Linked DNA regions of Mus musculus: region 1 is linked to region 2. The links are chromatin contacts, called in public HiChIP or PLAC-seq maps. All regions are on one chromosome and are shown on one strand. The core of a region is the stretch at or near the end of the contact, and the rest is flanking DNA. Distances in the headings are between cores, read along the strand shown.

Evidence for each region. HiChIP or PLAC-seq counts read pairs in DNA pulled down with a chosen protein or histone mark.
Region 1: a FOXA1 HiChIP or PLAC-seq map of pancreatic cancer cells shows a contact between it and region 2. The contact joins the promoter of Mrps6 here to the promoter of Ifnar2 in region 2. A contact is called at or near these places in 2 of 115 datasets of contacts at active chromatin or transcription factors (memory CD8 T cells and pancreatic cancer cells).

Annotation. Positions count from the first base shown.
Region 1 is chr16:92,056,135-92,061,951 of GRCm38.p6, forward strand. Mrps6 (mitochondrial ribosomal protein S6) reads left to right here and starts at 2,202. Exons shown (of 3, transcript NM_080456.1): 1 at 2,202-2,346. The coding sequence starts at 2,302. It overlaps Slc5a3 (solute carrier family 5 (inositol transporters), member 3), which reads left to right and starts at 2,188. Exons shown (of 2, transcript NM_017391.3): 1 at 2,188-2,346.
Region 2 is chr16:91,369,790-91,375,698 of GRCm38.p6, forward strand. It overlaps Ifnar2 (interferon (alpha and beta) receptor 2), which reads left to right and starts at 2,994. Exons shown (of 9, transcript NM_010509.2): 1 at 2,994-3,285. Gm36587 (a long non-coding RNA gene) reads right to left here. Exons shown (of 4, transcript XR_876244.2): 1 at 3,801-5,909.

The DNA of each region.
Region 1 (5,817 bases), core at 952-3,451, 690 kb after region 2:
CAGAGCACCTTGGATTTCAACTTTTGCCTTTACTCTCTCTTCCTATGACTCCTCAGAAAGCTTTACTTGAAAATTAGCCAAAACCTCTGGCCAATAAAATCTTACGTATCTACCGTATTAGATCTTTTTTCCCAAGATCCTAAAAGATATTTTTTAAAGATCAATAAATTAAATACTATAGAAATGGCTTATGATTCTACATGCTTACCCAACAGTATAAATAGTTTAAAATTATTTTTGATAAATTTCAATTTGCATCAGCATTAATTTTAACAATAAAATTAACAAAGCCATAGCCACTTATTTAAAACTCTGAAAGGGGCGGGGGACTTAGGATAGCTGATTTCTTTTCCACGTTAAGAAATGGGATGAGTCTGTGGGTGGCCAACAGCTTGGGAGGGTTGTGGGGTGCTGTCTGCCCTGAGGCATTGTTCAGTCAGGCTAATTTCCTCACCCCATTTGTCTAGAGAACTAGGACTTCACTGGTCCCTGGGTATCAGGGAAAAGCTGTGGTGCTTCCAACGGGAGGCAGTCCAGGCTGGTCACCTCAGGGTGTTGCTTGGTGTTTGGCTTGGCTCAACCACGTGAGACTCTTATCTTCACATTCCTAAACTGGGCCACAGGAAGGACAGTTTAAGTGGGATGTCACACAGATCTGGAATTCTCGTCTCAATGTCCAGAAATTCTTTCTTCCTTCTGTGTCTTTTTTTTTTTTTTTTTTTTTTTTTTTTTTTTTTTTTTTTTGGTAGCATGCTGCTTAAAAACAAAAAACAACCAACCAACCAAAACAAACAAACTAAAAAGACCCCCAACAACAACCAAAACAAAACAATCCAACCAACCAGGTGTGTGGCTGATGCTAAGTAGGTGGTTTTGTAGTTTGTGTTGAAGGGCACAGGACAAACCTTGAAATGTTAATGAAAATGTTAAAAAAACCAGGTATCCTAGGTTGTATTCAAAACCATAATCTTCTGTGGAGATTGGTCTGTGGAGGAGGTGACAAAGATAGTCTCCATGTGTGCTTTACAAAGACGTCCAACGCCACTGAGTAAGACCAACATCTTGGCCTGTAAGATGGGGGACGGGGTGAGGTTCATAAGTGTAGGCAGTGAAACTATTCTTCAGACATTCTGGACACAAAATTTTCTTTCCACGCGTTTGTGTTTGACCTTGGACTAATTAAATTATCCTTGCATTTTTCTGTTTGCTAATACCTAAAATAGGGCGAGTAGTACGATTTGCTTCACAGAGCTAAAGTGAGAACAAACAGCCTCAGTGTCGTGCCTGCTACAGACAGTAAGCCCTCAGTAAATTATTAGTAAATTATTATTAGAGCACTTTAAAGTTACAAGAACATTTCACTTAAAGACCCTTTTAGTTGGAGTAAGGTGGGAGCAGAAGACAACCATTGCAGCGGAATTAGTGCCTTCCAGAGCTAAGAAACAGGAGCAGGGGCAGAAGGAGGGGAGTCCCGAGTTAGCTCTATATGTGCGTGTATGGGTGTGTGTGTGTGCGCGCGCGCTGTGGAGTGCTGGACCTGGGACCCTCTACGAAGCCCCTCCTTACTCCTGTGTTTCAGGGAATCCATAGTTTCCTTTACCAGAAAAGCAAGGATAATATTTAAAGAATAACTGGCGAGAGTCGAAGCATTAACCTGCTTCTGGGTCAGGCTAGGCACACACAGCAAATGCCTACATAGCCCTTCGGTTCCAGGCTTGTTTCTTTGCGGCTTGGTGCAGCAGTCACTCCTTAGCACCCCGCCTTCCTCCCTGGAGACGCGGGCGAGGGGCACACAGCAGCCAGACCGCATCGCACCGCACCGCACCGCGGCGCACGCGCACTCGCTCGCCTAGCACCCGGGAAGGGAGGGTGGGCGGGGAGGCCTGGAAAGTTCCACCGGGTTCCAGAGCCCAAGGTTGGTAGGCGCGGAGGCGGCGGGGAGCGGGTGCGTGCCGAGCGAGGAGACGGCCTCCGACGGGCTGCTCGAGACCGTGTCCACGCTCCGCAGGCTCGGGGGACACAGACACGGCCCGGGAGGGCAAGCAGGAAGCCGTTGAGGTGCAAGTGCAAGGCGCCCTCCGGGAGAGGGGCGGGGCGGTGCCGGGTGGGCGGGGCTCTCGGTGGGCGGGGCGAGCCGTCTGCGCAGCTGCCGGAGCCTTTAAACCCGGCCTCGCGGGGTCGCACGGTGCTTTCGCCGTCCGGGAGCTGACCGGCCGTGTTCCTCTCTCGTCTTCCTCTGCGCCCCGCGTCCCCGCCCTCGCGACCCCGGCTCTCCTGGACTCGGCGCCGCCAACCTGGGCGATGCCCCGCTACGAGTTGGCTTTGATTCTGAAAGCCATGCGGCGGGTAAGTGACCTTCCCTCAGACCGAGTTCCCGCGCGGGCGCGCCCCGCCGCCTCTAGGCCTCCCAGTCCCGCGTGTCCTGCCTGCTGGACACCGGGTCCTCTCGCGCGGTGCGCGGGTGGTCGCGGGCGCAAAGTGGGGGGGTGGCGCGTGGGTCAGGCGCTCGGCGCGGCCGCGTGCGCGCGGGAGGCGGGGGGTGTGTATGCCCGCGCGTGTGCGCGGTCGCGGGAGGGGGTGTGCCGAGCAGGGGGCGGGGCGGGCCTCGGACCCCGGCTCTCCGGAGTCCGATGGAAGGACTGCGGGAGGACACACGCGCGAGAACCCAGGCCAGCCCCGCTCTGCGCCCACGCGTCGAGAAGCTGCTCGTCGTCCCCGCCGGCCGCTGGTCCCGATCGCCTGCCCTCAGCGTCCGCGATCAGTTACAGCCTTCCTCCAAAGCCCGCCAGTGCCGGCTGTGTACCCACGCACTTGTCACCGCTATCACACCAAAAAGAAAAAAAAAATCTTTTGACCTTTCTTTTTCTGACTCCAGCGGAAATCCTGCTCCGGGTGCCCTTAGCCCAGTTTTATTCATCCAAGTTGTGGCCTTGCTTGTGTTTCCGAAGACATGCCTTCCCCCAGCTTTTGATTGATCTGGAGGTAGGGACTTTCAGGTTTGGAGGGATGATAAACCACCAGCAGCCGGGTCACGGACTGGGGTCGGCGGCCGGCGGAGGCAGCTATGTTCTGAGTCAGTCAGTCGTCGCTGAAATCCCCATTCTTCTGAGAGAATTCGGTAATGTAGTGTGCTTTCACGCACTCTCCTTCCCTAGCAGGTACAGTTTAAAAGAAAACAAAAGCAACCGTTGTCCTTTTTTTGAGCGTTTGGAAGCAGCTTTCTTCTAGCCCTGGGCATGTAGGCTTTGGGTCAATTTCAAGTAGTGGCTTCAGTTTGAATCAACTTAAGCCAGGGGTCACGGGCTAGGCTCTGGTGAACAGCTAACAGTCAGGCAGCAGGAGGAGATTGTTCGGTGTGCCTTGTACAGGGTTGGCTTGGAAAGGACACCAGAGCCACCTGATGGTCCTGAAGTTTGTGCCCCCAAGCTTACTGACTCCCTGGCTCCGGGAGAACATTGTCTCACCTCTGGGTAATACTTTATCTACCTTCCTTCCTCATTGGGTTTTACAGAGTTAAAAGAATAGGAACAACAGAGGGGTCAGGGTCGAGAAAGTATTAAAAAGGGACTGTTTCTGATTAAATGGAAATTACTTAAGCCTCCCTTTATACTTTTTAGGTAATGTTAGAAACTGAAAAAATGTGACCACCAAGATTCATTCCCTCAAGGTGTGAGGTAGCAGTGACCCTTTGCACTCCTTTGAATGAGAGACTCTTGCTTAGCATGGCTGCCCAGTACACTGGCTAAATGTATTTTACCATGATGTGAATATGTGTTCACTCTGATTCAAAAGTCGGGTGTAACCTGCTCAAAATCTTGGCCTGAGGGTAGGTTCAAAGCACCTTAGAGAAGAGTGAAGACGGAAGAGAGGTGCTTAAACATAGTGTGGAAGATGTGTGAAGATCCTTACAGACCCAAAGAAACTAGATAAAATGACAACCCTCGGTTTTTCGTTCTGACTTTGAGAAGGTTGTAAACAAGTAAAGATGTGCAGAGACTAGACTTTTTTTTTTTTTTTTGCTTTCAGCTTTAGAAAACTGAATTCTTACAGGGTATGTACTTGTGGGTGTAAAGGAAAATGCACTTTGTTTTAAAAGAAAATGGCACAGTGGTTTGAACACCTAGAGCAGGTGTTTAGGAAGCCACAGCTCCCACCTAGGACAGTTAGCTTTTGTAGCGGGAAGGCTTTCTAAACAGAGTTCTGAGATGCATGTTGGATGCCTGATAGTGCACCCTTCCATGTGACGGCATTCTCCCTCCTTCCTCTCCTCCAAGAGCCTTGTGTTCCAGGGCTGGGAGTAAGCAGGCGCTGAAGCAGAAAAGGGAGTTGAGAGACTGACTGCAGTCTCCTAGAGACCCTGTCTCCCACCCAGCATTGTACTCTTGTTTCTCCTATGCCTACAAAGCAGTCTTAGTTTGTCTTCCCTATTGTGACTCTTACTTTATTTTACTGTCCTTGACTTCAGGCTTGACTTACTTCAATTGAGCTTTTAGAGTTTAAATGTAAAGATGCATGTTGACATAGCATAGTGAGTGCCTTTGTAGCAGATTGCCTGTGAGAGTTCTCAGGCTGAGACCTCAGGATAGACGTTGTAAAAATTCTAGGGCTGTCTCCTCAGTCTGCAGTTGGCTTGATTCTCACGAGCCCTTGTTTTTGATGCATTTCGAGGTTTGTGTGTTTACAGGTGCAGACCACAGTCCTCAAGATTGTGCACTTTGATTTTAATGCTATTTCAAAGTTGTAATTTTGTATTCTCTGGCATAAAAACCAGGATAAAAACTTGAGGAGTATGGTAGAATGGCACGGCGGATGTGAGTTGGGCTCTGGGGGTGCTGACAAGCCATGGGAAAGGTAGTTGCTTAGGACCAACAGCCTTAGGTGCCTTACTAGGAGAGCTGCTGACACTGGCTGACACTGGAAGCTCCTATCCAGGCTTCTAATGGCTTCAGGAGAGAAAACAGGAAGGGCAGAGCTGCAGAGGGAACACCAAGCTGCAGATGCCAGCAGCGTCTTCTCCCAAGGATTGCCTGTGGGGCAGTGAGCGCAGGCTGCTCTCCACCTCCGCCTGCTCGCTCGCTCGCTCGCTCGCTCGCTCGGGAGGACTTTGAGGTGGTTGAGGGAGGCTGGTGAGCCTGGGAATACTTGATGCCCTGCTTCTCTCGAGCTCCTGGACGTCACTCTGCAGTTTCTCCCTTCGTGAAAGAGCTCTGGGTTCCAATGGATAAAGCCACACCCAGCCCTAAAGGACTTCATAGGTTTTGTTTTTTAATACTTGAAGTGGGTGTAGAAGAAGAATCTGTGCAGTATGTAAATATTCTTTGGTTACATAGTTCAGACCTTTGTTAGGCCTGACCCTTTTGGTCAGATGATTGGTCACTGATGGGGTAGATTTGTGACAGCCCCGAGGAAATATTTCTTGAAATCATGTCATTATTACTCAAGAATCGTTGTGTGTGAATGGTTTAAATAGCACCTAGTTTAATTACTAAATGGCTGAATGTACAGTAAGATAGCATTTGTATGTCCCTTTGTATGTAGGGATTTTTAAAACTAGGAATCGCACGCAGGGCGTGGTGGTACATGTCCGCGGTCACAGCACTTGGTAGTGGAGCCACGGAGATGAGGAATACAGTGCCTTCCCTGCCTGGAATGCCTAAGAACCTGTTGGCAGAGAGCAGCAGCAGTGCTCCAGGGGGGTAAAGGACAAAGCTCGCTCATTAAACCTTAAGCTTTGTTCTGTACTCTCCATTTTTAATTTTAGTAAAAAGCAGAGTATAGTTTACAGTAGGTCACTGAAGTGGTTTGCAGGTTAAGTCT
Region 2 (5,909 bases), core at 1,744-4,243:
AAGTGTAAAACCTGTATCTAGCTTCACCTTTTTGCATATTGAGTTTGTATCAAACAGCTTTCTGCTACTGTAACACATATCCAAGGTAATCAATATAACAAGAGAAAAGGTTTGTTTAGGCTTACTCTGTTTTTAGAGTTTGGGCCCATGATTAAGTATCTCCATTGTTCTTGAGTATCCACAGTAAAGCAATAAATCAAGGCAGGGAGCACAAGGAAGAGAGGAGAAGGAAGAGATCAGATTCCCACAGCCCCCTTCAATGCCCTGTTGGCCAGAGTCTCCCAGCAGGCTCTGCTTCTTAAAGGCTTCACTGCTTTCCAGTAGAACCACAGTGAGAGCCAGATCTTTAACCCACGCACCCTGGGATACTTCATTCAAACTGAAGTGGTGCTGTCGGTGGAAAGACTGCCTTCCTTCTAGAGAACTGTCTGCTACCATATCAAAGACCACGTGACTGCATTTGTGTTACTACGTGTCCCATGTAATTGATCTGTTTGACCTAAAAGTGAGATTGAATGCTCTCATGGAATTAATCATATTAACATTTAGAGTTTTTGGGGGGGGGTTATTGGATATTTTCTTTATTTACATTTCAAATGTTATCCCCTTTCCCACCCTCCCAAACCCTTATCCCATTCCCCATTCCCCTGCTTCTATGAGGGTGTTCACACACCCACCTGCCCACCCACTCCTGCCTCCCCGCCCTGGCATTCCCCTACACTGGGGCATGCTGCCTTCACAGGACCAAGGGCCTCCCCTCCCACTGATGTCTGATAAGACATCCTCTGCTACATATGCAGCTGGAGTCATGGGTCCCTCCATGTGTACTCCTTGGTTGGTGGTTTAGTCCCTGGGAGCTCTAGGGGCACGGGGGTCTGGTTGGTTGATATTGTTCTTCCTATGGGGTTGCAAGCCCCCTCAGCTCCTTCAGTCCTTTCGTTGGGGAGCCCATGATCAGTTGGGTTTTGTTTTTAGTGATTAGGACAATGATAATTTTTCCACAAGGGCATACATAGAAATTTCAACAATCCTGTGTGCTGTGTGTGTGTGTGTGTGTGTGTGTGTGCTCGCATGCACCCCATTATACTTTATTCCTGTGCCCTCATTCCTCCCTGGCCACCCCTTCCTCCTCTTGGTCTTCCCTTCTTCCTCCCAGGTACAGAGCCCCTGGATTCTACTTTCATGACTTGAATGTCTGATGTCCTCTCTGGTTCTCCCTCCCTCCTTGGATCTCCTCCTCTACTTTCATGCCTTCTGTCTACTTCCATTGCTTATATGTAAATTTGCATATATTTAAGTCCACACTCCACATATGACAGAAACAGACCAATATTATTGAGCTGAGTTTGGTATATTTTGCTGAACATAATGATTTCCAATCCCACACGTTTTCTGAAATATTTCTATTTTTAATGTGCATGTGTATATAAAAGGGGGCATGCAGACCACAGTTTTGTATCATCTTTACCCCACTTGCTCGGGGCTACTTCTACAACTTCTTTGAAACTGTGGCTGAAACTATTTCAGCACTGAACGGCTTTTGTAGAGAACCAGGATCCCAGATAAGAGCCTTTCAAATTCATGAGACTGGTAGGAATTCTGCCAGTGTGACATAAGTGGTGGAAACCTCTTCAGGTCAGCCCAGAAAGAGAGACTCAGCAACTGTCAGTCCTGGTAGATGAAACTGTTCTCTTAAACTGCATATGGTGGCTCTGGAATGGTGATTCTAGCATTTGGTGGGTAGGGCGGGGAGATCTTAAGTTTCAGGCCAGCTGGACACACAAAGAGATCTTGTCTTTAAAGAGGGGGAAAACACATACACACGCTTTTTAACGGAAAGAAAATCCCTTTACATAAACTGTGAACTACCTCCCCTTCTCTTCCCTCGGAGATCTGAAAGTGAGAATCCAGGCCCAGGTAGGCATCATTGCCACGCCTCCTCTTACAGACTTCCATTAGCATTTCCACCTTGGAACTTCCACCTTCATACTTAGACTGTGCATACGCTACAGAAAGCTCCCGCGTATTCCATTTCGGAAGACAAGGGATGTCAGTTCCTAAGTAGGTATGGAAAGATTGTTTCTCCTTACTCTAAAATCGTTTGGTCTTTAGCCGGGCGTGGTGGCGCACGCCTTTAATCCCAGCACTCGGGAGGCAGAGGCAGGCGGATTTCTGAGTTTTAGGCCAGCCTGGTCTACAGAGTGAGTTCCAGGACAGCCAGGGCTACACAGAGAAACCCTGTCTTGAAAAACCAAAAAAAGGGGCTGGTGAGATGGCTCAGTGGGTAAGAGCACCCGATTGCTCTTCCGAAGGTCCAGAGTTCAAATCCCAGCAACCACATGGTGGCTCACAACCACCCGTAACGAGATCTGACTCCCTCTTCTGGAGTGTCTGACTTACATATAATAATAAATAAATCCTTAAAAAAAAAAATCGTTTGGTCTTGAGAGAGGGCCCTGGGGAATAGTAAGCAAAGACCCAAGAAGAAGCAGGCAATGAGTTATGGTATTTATAATTTTTGTTTGTGTCCTGTGTGGAAAATTATAATCAGAGGAGCTTAAAAACAAGTAAGCACAAGATGAGAGAGGGAGAGAAGAGGGAGGACTGGGAGGGGAGGGGAAGAGAGGGAAGCATGATTGACAAGCGTTCTGACACTCAGTTCTGCCCAGACCCCTCTTCCTTTGTATTTTGAGTCAGGGTGTCCCTACATTGCCCAGGCTGGCCTTAATTTTGCTCTGTATCAGATAGGTATTGAATTCGAGATCCTCCTGCCAAGGCCTTCCTGGAAGAAGAGAGTACACACCCGCATCACTAGGCCAGGCACCCAACCCATTCGTATCCAGTTAGTTCTAGGGATCAGGCACTACCTAGTCCTCCAAGGAGGCAGCGATAAACACAACAACCCCGATCCGTTAACTCTGGCTCCCTGGACTGTACTTGAAGTGGGTGGGGTCGTAATGGATGCGAAAGTGCCCATTTGTCGCCGGCTCCGCCCGGGCCCCGCCTCTCGCCTCGTTCTCTGTTCACCGCTAACCCCGCGGCTGGGAACCCTTGGCCTCCGGGAGCCTGCGTGGTCTAGCCCTAGACCAGGGGAAACCAGGCTGCCAGCGGAGACTCTTCGGGTCGCGGGGCACCGGCCATCCCGCCGCCGTCCCTTTCGCCTGGCTCGGCTCCCGCCTGCCTCCACTGCTCGCCAGCCGCGCGCAGCTGCGCCTGATGCCCAGAGCAGCTCGGAGGTGGCCCCAGGACATCCCAGAGGGGGATTCACGAGACCCGGCGATTCAGGTACTGTACTGCGGGCATTACGGGGACATGAATGGGTGTCGCTCGCCTCGCGGACAGTAGGACTGGGCCGCCTCCCCGCTGCCAGTTCCCGGAATCCCCTTTTCAATTCTCCTCTTCGGGACTCCGCCTCTTCCTGCCTTTCTTCCGTGGAGAGTCTGAGGATTCTAGCTCCCCCGACCCACAAGCTGCGTATGGGGGGCCCTCGTGGCCCCCGCATGGGCGCCTTCCTTTCACCGTTCCTTTGGTGAACTCTGGGTTTTTGTGGGCTCTCTGCCTTCACTCCACCAGCGTCGCCTCACCGAGGGTGCATGGGGCACCTTAGCCCGAGCCATTGCCAGATCCTAGGGGGTCCACATTCCTTAGGATCCACTACGCCTTGCCAAGCTAGTTATCATCTCCAGCCTCTGGGTCCTGTTCTGCGTCCTGACACCCCTCCCCCTACACACACACACACACACACACACACACACACACACACACACACACACACACACACTGCGCGCCCTGAAACCTACCTAAGGTCCCAGGATCGTTTGTTCAAGCTCCTACGAGGTCACTGAAGGGGTTGTGGCCCGCAGAAGATGGGCAGGGATGGGATACAGGAAAGGCACTGAGTTTATTGGTAGCTTGCATTTCTATTCCAAGCCAGCCAATAGTGCATGCGGTAAACCGTTGGCCCCATTGACCCATTTATTTGGTTAACATGGCTCTACTGGAAAACTTTGACAACCTATGAACTTTTGTGTTTTAATGTTTGTTTTATGTCCCTGTTTTGTGTGACAGGAGATCTTAGGAAATAGCCCAAGTGTCATCTAAGAAAGGTGCTAAGATTGGGACCAGAGACTGAGTTTGCCCTACTGTCCCCTGTCCCTTGCCTGTCAGTCCTTCTGTGCAGCCTTGGGAGAGTAATGAGGTGGGGTCTGGTACTGGGGTAACAGAGGTCACACCAAATATGGCTTCATCGACTTCACCAACACACTAGCAATTTGGGGATCGTTAATGAGGTTCATCAGTGTGGCGCAGGAAGTGACTGTTGTTCAAAAGTGGCTTTTCAAATTTAAATCATAAAAAGAAAAACCCGGATGTGACTATTCTAAAGTTTTTTCCCCTGTATTTATTTGAACATTTAAAGAGAGCTGAAGTTGTAGTGCCCCTTCCTCGTAGTCTTGGATTTCCTGGCTTGGATTCTCAGGGCTGCAAGTTTTAGTTAAGTAGTTAATGTTGAGTTAAAGAGCTCTCTGAGGTTTGGTTTGAGTTACTCAACAATGTGTCTAAAATAAATCTAGGAAGACCATAGCCTAAGAGGTACTGTTTTAGAAGTGAAACTACTTTTTGTTGTTGTTGGGTTGGTGGTGGTAGTGGTGCAACCATATCAGATAAATGATAACAGTCGGCTGCGGAGCTACAGCCCCAGACCAGACGTAAAACATGCATACCTCCATCTACTGAGTAACCTGTAATCTCACTTAAAACTCAAGGGACTGAGGTGAAAGGATGTTGTGTTAGAGGCAGGAGTAAGCTGCTTGGTGAGATCTTATCTCAAACAAAGAAAAGAAAAAAAAATTAGACCACTCCCAAATTCCCAAATGAATATTCTACTACTCCTACCTGTCCACACCAAGCCTCAGTAGACTGATTTTCCTGTTACATCTCTAGACATTCACACTGTTGAAGATTCAGTGATACAAATATATTCTCTGATTACTGGCCTTCATATTTTAATCTAACCTGTCACCCAAATTAAAATGCACTGACCTTAAGAAGTTCTTGAAAACGGGCAACCAAGTGAGAAGAGTTGTTCATGCTGCCATTTCTGGTTCCAGAAACGTCTAAAGTGTATTCTATCATTCATGAAATCAGAGGTGCTGGCACAGAGCCTGTGTTTTGCCCACCCTTCTCAAGTATAGCCATCATGACTGCAGGCTGAGCCAGGGTCCATACTGATCATGTATGACCTGTTTTTATGCCACTAACCCCCCACTCCACCCCCCAAAACAGTGTGTAGTGGTTTGAATGAGATAGACCATCATTGGCTCGTTAGTTCACGATTAGTACTCAGTTGATGAGCTGTCAGGGAGGGAGGGATTAGGAGGTGTGGTATTATTAGAGGACTTGTGTCACTAGGGGGTGGGCTTTGAGGTTTCAAAAGCCGGCTCCAGGTCCAGAGTCAGTCAGTCTGTCTGTCTGTCTGTCTGTCTGTCTCTCTCTCTCTCTCTATCTCTATCTCTCTCTCTCTCTCTCTCCTCTGCCTGTGGATCAAGATAGCAGGATGTAGATCTTAGCTTCTGCTGCAGCACCTGCCTGCATGCCGCTATGTTCCCCGCCATGTTCCCACCATGATGGTAATGGACTGACTAAACCTCTGAAAGTATAATCAAGACCCCAATTAAATGTTTCCTTTATATAAGACATGTCTTGGTCACGGTGTCTCTCCAAAGCAATAGAACAGAGACGAAGACACGGTATAAGAGCTAGTTCCGTTGTACAGAGTATTCTAAGTAAGATGGTGGCAATTTACTTTACGTGAGAGGATGTATGTTCTGTGCAGATACCCTGCCACTTTTATAAAGGACTTGAGGATTCTGGGGGTAAAGCTCCTGGCATCAACCCCCCAAGGGATATTC